Regions from separate parts of the Gossypium hirsutum genome. Here region 1 is linked to region 2. The links are chromatin contacts, called in public Hi-C maps. All regions are on one chromosome and are shown on one strand. The core of a region is the stretch at or near the end of the contact, and the rest is flanking DNA. Distances in the headings are between cores, read along the strand shown. Region 1 has its middle 9.6 kb from the start of LOC107903737. Region 2 holds the start of LOC107903735.

What was found. A called contact is a pair of places that touch in the nucleus more often than the background predicts.
Region 1: a Hi-C map of leaf shows a contact between it and region 2, with 1.8 times the contacts expected there. The contact joins the enhancer-like site here to the promoter of LOC107903735 in region 2. A contact is called at or near these places in 2 of 34 Hi-C or Micro-C datasets (both in leaf).

What each region holds. Positions count from the first base shown.
Region 1 is chrD05:39,607,623-39,611,120 of Gossypium_hirsutum_v2.1, forward strand. No RefSeq gene overlaps it. Among protein-coding and RNA genes, the nearest start is that of LOC107903737, 9.6 kb to the left of the region's middle. Within about 2 kb of position 2,034, at least 2 of the 9 cell types and tissues checked have an H3K27ac peak or open chromatin away from gene starts, as enhancers often do. A contact at or near this core is called in leaf, where this site is marked.
Region 2 is chrD05:39,537,268-39,540,534 of Gossypium_hirsutum_v2.1, forward strand. LOC107903735 reads right to left here and starts at 1,739. Exons shown (of 2, transcript XM_016829888.1): 1 at 1,318-1,739; 2 at 1-621. The coding sequence starts at 1,395.

The DNA.
Region 1 (3,498 bases), core at 784-3,283, 71 kb after region 2:
TTGATAAATCCACTATTTCCGTTAGTGGCGACACCATGCAAAGATTTAGTAGACTCATTTTTTTTCCTTTTCATATATTTTTTACAAAAACAAACAAAAAAATTTCACTTCTAGTGCCACTTGGCATGTCGGCGATAGCATTAAAAAATATTTTTTAAACCTGGAATACTCGTATTTCTTACAAGTACTTTTAAAAAATACATACTAGTGCCGCCTGACACAGTGACGACACCAAAAAAAATCATTATTTTATATAACTTGTAATGATGATTGAATGATTAGGGGAAATTCGGAAGTGCTGCCTGACACGTCGGTGGCGCCGAATGTGCACTGTTCAAATTTTCCTACTTTCGTAAAAAAAATTGTAGTATGCTTCTTTTGATAATTATTTTTTTTCACAATAAAAAAGCCATAATTAATTGTTGATCCTAATAATTTTCATCAGATTTGAAAAAAACACTTGTTATGTGAGAATTTTTTATATATATTTTTAAAGGCAAATTTATTAATTCATTCAATGAATGTAACCATACAATTAATGAATGAAACCATCAACACAACAAAAACTTTAGCCTCAACATCAATAAAACATTATGACATGTTGACAATTGGCTTTGTCACAACAAATTTTTTTATATTTTTAAAAATGTATTATAGATGACAATAATAACAGAAAATGATACATTTTGATAACAAAATTAAAATATGTATTCTAAAAGTTTGAATTTTTTAAGACAATATAATTTTATGTCCACTAATAAACTATTTTTGTTTTAAATAATTCAATAAAATTCATTTATACATAATTTTTTTTACTTTTATCAAACATACTTTTACAAATTATGTACATGTGAATAATGGTGAGAATCAAAGGAAAATTCTTCTCGGGGTTTTTCATGGTACTGTTTTCTTTTTATCCATCTTTTGATTAAAGTTTAAAATTAACATATTATTACTTAAAATGAAAACAAAAAGAAAGAAATTTCATTCACTACTATAATTACTCACCTTCAATTTAGTAAATATGGGCTATCAAGCTTTTCCATGAATTCTATTACACCGCCTTTTCTTTTTTTTTTTTATTTGAGCTTATTATACCTCCTTTTCAAGCTTATAATTATGGGGGCATTTTTTTTATTTTGGCTTTAAGTTGCGGTTGGTGATGCTCTTTTCCGTGTTTCAACAAAGGAATATTAATTTCCGGTTACTCAATGTGAGGTGGTGGTTGGTGATGCTATGTGTTTAGTTTCTTTAATTGAAGTGTTATGTGATTGAGAGAGTATGCCACACGTAAGTAGCATCAGAAACACCTTTCTTAGCCCCAAATCACCCTAAATTTTACCACATCCTTTTGGGTATAAAATATTTTAATAGAATAATTATTTATTTAATTTTTAAAATTATAATAATATTTATACCGATATAATTAGTGCAAGTTTTAAATTATTATAAACTATTTTAAATATTGCTGAGTAATATTGGGGTATTTATATATGTGGTTCCAGATACTATTATAACTCATAATAGGGCCCCACTACTTTATCTTGATTCTATTGCCTCCTGTACTGACATTTTCTGCGAACTCCAAGCCTACTAGACACGTGTCTACGGACCATGCGGTCTTTTCTGTTCCTCAGACTGATATCCTGAGCGGGCTCCATATCTGTTGGACACATGTCTGAGTGCTTGTGGGGTATGCGGTCCTTTCTGCGCACTACTTGGGTGCGTGCGAAATGAGACCGCGGCCTTCCCTGGATTCCTGTGAGCTCAATTCGCAACCAGTGCTCACGGACCCCTTTTTGTGAGCCGAGTCTGCAAGCTCTCCTTATGAGCTATATTTGCGAATCCACCTCGTTGTCCTCTCGTGATTCGCCTTACACTTAGTTTTCGAGTGTGATCTATTCGGGTCGTGGGTTGAAAACCCGGATCCTTTCTAGGGCTCAGGTCGGTGGCTACTAATGTACAACAATCTAGTCCCCTAGTGGGCCTAAGGGGTGTTATAAAGTGGTGCTCCTTAGGTTCATAGTGTTCAACTTAAATATAGCCCTTTGGGCACACTGCGAACTCTGATACACAATGGTTGTTTTGCCACGTGCACATGTAGGTATCGAGTGTGCGTATTTGACTGTTAAGAGTTGACGCATTTCTATTTGTTTGCCTCTGGGTCGTCGATCTTCCTTGGTCATGTGAACCATCAAGAAGCGGGAAAGGAAATCCTTTTTTAAAAGGACTTTCAGTGCCCTAAATTTTCACACTTAGCATTTTCAAGAATATGAGAAAAAGGTAATTCCCAAAAACACTTGCTTTCTGGTTTCTGTTTTTGTTTTCTTTTATCGATAGTATGGTGAGATGAGAGAAACTGATAATCACATCATCCTAGTTCGTCCGCCGTGGGAATGACCATCTCTGATCCTAGTCACGAAGAAATCCTATGTTTGCACCACTAAACGGGAGGAGTAGGAACGAGTCCTAGCGGTGTGGGGAATAAAACTCCCTCACTTTGTGTATGAGTTCTCCCTTCCAGAGGGGTCACATCGGCTGTGTGAGACCACCAAAGATACCTTCCTGCTTTCAATGCATGTGCTTGAGGTTGGTTTCATTTACCACTGCACCCTTTTTTCTGCAGCCTTTTAGATGGCTACAACATTGCTTCTAGCCAACTCTCGAGATTTTTCTAGTGGCTCACTATTGCGTACTTTCTTGACTACAGTCAATACGGCGAGGTAACTATATTCGCTATTTTCTAGCATTTTTACCAGTTGAAGGGCCCTAATTTGGAGAATTCTTCGAGGTTCTACTATTTCTCCCTTCGCAAGAAGGTTCAAACAATCATTATAAACCATTATTCCAACCTTTGCCTGATTGAGAGAAAGTACGTCTGAGTTCGCAATTTACTTGGCGAAGACTTCAAGTTCCCTATAAAATAGTCATCGCCTAGTAAGGACATGTGTGCGTTTCAATGAAGCCTTACTACAGATGAAGTTGTTGCCCAGTTTTGAAGGCTTCACGTTGGTCGTCTGCTGATTCTGGAGACTCTCATCACAATGATGAATGTCTGTAAAAATTGTTTGGAGGGTTTTAGCCCTAATGGATGGAGGCCTGGTGACAACCAAGAGGTCGCTCAGCCAGTCGATGCATTGCCTGAGGGTGCTACTTGGCCTCATGACTCCTTCAATCAGTTGGGTCAGATATTGTTGGGTTATATGGTAAATCCCTTTAAATTCTTCCATCACTTTTTCTGGATGAAGCTTTTTTCATTTGCTATTGTTGATTTTGCACAATGGGGGTTGTTGAGTCAGATATTAATTTGTTAACTGCCCTCACTGATCACACGATTATTACTGGTGCAGGAATCGATAAGACTGGTGCAGGAATCGATAAGGGCTTCAAGGACACTTCAAGTGGGATTGATAGCATATCTCACAAGCTCATCAAGGTTATAGATATTGATTTATTGGTCAATAGGGCACGTAAGAAGTCCAAGACCGCCACGAGAGC
Region 2 (3,267 bases), core at 489-2,988:
TCTCAAGAGGTTGATAGTATGTGCGCTCGGTATTTCGTCAACATCTGACATTATCAATAAGTCATCATCAGTAATTCCAGCTATTTTGAGAAGCTGGTCTAATGCTACTCGTTGCATAGCCTCCTCAATAAAAGGGTTTTCTCCTTTCTTAAACCTTCCTCCGATTGTGCCATAAGTTAACCGGGGCTCAACAAATTTGAATTGATCTCGATGGCTAGCAAAAACCATAGGCTTTGGAATTCCCGAAAATGTTGAATTAGACTCAAGAAGAACAAACTGTGTAATGTAAGGGTACAACTCTTGCCACCGTATTGTTAGCATATCCACCTCGTTGCTAAACAAAACTGCATCATAAACCCGTCTTGGAAATTCACGAATTCCCCAACCATGAAGTTTGCAGAGCTTTTCCATCGATACATTCTCATGATAATAATGTGGGATATCATGGAAAGGTTTCGGTGGCGATTCCCAGAGTGGTCGAAGGAAGTATGAAATCTTCTGTCCATGAATATATATACCAAATATGCACGTCGGAACCAGCACAAACAGCAAAATACAAGTTCTCAAATCAATGCCACGCAGTATGCAGCGGATTCTCGACATGCTCAACCGGCTCAAACCCTATAACATCGAGAAGATATGATATTACCACTAATCAAATTTATTTGAGTATAAAAAGCAAAGGGGGATACGTTTTATAATTTGATTCTCTATTATCCCGATCCCCAACATAAAATTCCTGACTTCGCCCCTGCCGATTAACATCATGATTTGTAAGGGGAAGTTCAGAAAAGCAATGGAATACATGCAACTCATATTCGAAGTGTAATGCCCAATAAGATTCTATGAAAAGTAATAGCTTTCCAGACGTTCCTCCATGATTAAAAGTTACGAACCTAGATTCTTCATCTTTTCTAAAATACTCGTATTGACATTCATGCCGAATACATATACAGATATTGACGGCACTCATCTCGAATCCGAATAAAATAGGTTAAAAGCAAACCAATATTTTTATGTAAATTAGGTTCACAAATTACTTATTCTTTAGCTTTTTAAAGACTTTTGGTTACTTAAACACAATTTCAGATCGACGATAAATCAACCATCAAACTCTCAAACCCTAAATTAAAAGGAAAGATTCAAAAAACATAATCCGAACCCCCAAAAAACGTTGAAATTAACAGCCAACAATTAGCAGCTAAATTGATTATTAATAATAATAATCTCAAACGCATCAATTTCCCTCAAATTCCTACGAAAAGATTAACAGAAACATCAAAAGGTAAAGGAAAAGAGATCAAAATATTGAAGTACCTGACCACAAACATCTCCATAGATATCATCAGATTTTTTAGGACAATGCCCTCCTCCTTCATTCATCATCCACCACATTTTTTCTAGAAATTTATAACTCCTTTTAGTAATAAAAAAAATTAAAAAAAATATGATTGTAATTCAGTGCTGAAGAACCCAGAAAGCTCAACTTCCAGAAAATCTCGCTCGATCTTCAGCAACCTTGTTCCACTTACAACGGTTACCTATTAACTATAATATCCCTTTTCACAAGGAAAAAAAACACAAAAAGCCCCGAAATTTAGACAGTGAGAGACTCCTCTTATCAACTAATGAAAATCGATTAATGCAAAACATTAAAAAGAAACTGATGGAAAAATAAGGTAGAAGGAGAAAATAAATTGAATCTTAAAAATAAAATTATAAGGAATAAAGAGCTGGTGCCTCTCTGTTAATCGGTGGCAATTTTAAATACTAAACCTAATGAATGAGCAAAAACAAATGGTTTAATTCTGCTCTAAGTCCCTGTACTCTACGCATGTGTGAACTTTTTAGCCTTTATAGTTTTAATTTAAAAATTTTAGCCTCTTTATTTTATTTTTTTATTTGATAATTTTACTCCAATTGATAACACCATCAAAACACTTTCATTAGGCTTAGCTTAATATTGCTTCTCAAAAGTAGCTTTAGTTCAAAAAATATTTTTGAATAAAAATTAAAATTTTTTGCTTCTAGTTTTAGGCGAAAAATCACTTTCGCAAAGTTTTTTTTTTGTCTTAAGAGCACTTTTAAAAAGCTCAAAAAGTAACTTATTTAGTAATTTTTTTATCTCAAAAATATTTTTTGTCCCAAAAGTGCTTATTAGGAACAATGCTAACTGACCTTAAATTAGTGTTAGTTTAGCATTGCTTCTAAGAAACACTTTTGAGATAAAAATATTGTTAAACAATATACTTTTGAGCTTTTCAAATGTGTTTTTCAAACAAAAATTCTTTACAAAAGTATTTTTTTAGTCAAAAGTAGAAGCAGATAATTTTAATTTTTGCTCAAAATTACTTTTTGGCCCAAAAGCACTTTTAAAAAGTAATTCTAAACGGCTAGTTTAATATTGCTGTTGAGAAGTGTTTTTAAAGAGTGTTTTGGAAAAGTGATTTTGAGAAGTATTTTTGAAAAGTTTGGTTTAAGATTTAAGTGTTTAGTATTACTTTCAAAAATTACTTTTGAGAAATAAAATGTCCATTTAAGACATGGTGTTAAAAAAATAAAAAAATAAGCATTTAAATAATATTTAAATTAATTAATATCATGATATTTTAATAAGAATATAAAAAATAATTTATTATAATTTTTTGTTAATATTTTAATATATGAAAAATAAATTTTAATTATTTTTTAAGCAATTAGTTAGAGAAGAGAAAGTATCATGTGTTGGACGGATGAAAACGTAACTAAGCTGCCAAAAATATTTTGGAGAGAGAAAAAGCTAAAAATTTAAACTTCTTCATTTGGAAAAATGCTTTTGAAAAACTAAAAATTTCCATCAAAATTTACTTATTTAGCATTCTTTTGCTTCAAAAATGTTTTCCATGTCAAAATTACTTCTAAAAAACACTAAGGCATATAACAATTTTAAAATAAAAAATTGCTCACATAATCAATTTAAAATTACATAAAATTCATATGAGAAAAAAAATTATGGAGTTTTATTTTACTTTTATAAAACATTATATAAAAACCTTACAACATTCATAGATTCATAATTGAAAATCCTACAACCCCATATTCAACATTTTCTTCTCTTTTTTTTCTTTTTTCTTTTTTTTGGCTTATTTGGTCTTGAGCACATGTAATGCTGGTCATGTGAGCACATTTCTTTTATTTTAAAAATGTTACATGTATTCGAAGGCAATAAAGTTATCGATGGAATGATAGTAATGGTATTTTCAAGGCCTTTAGGTAGGTATAGCTATA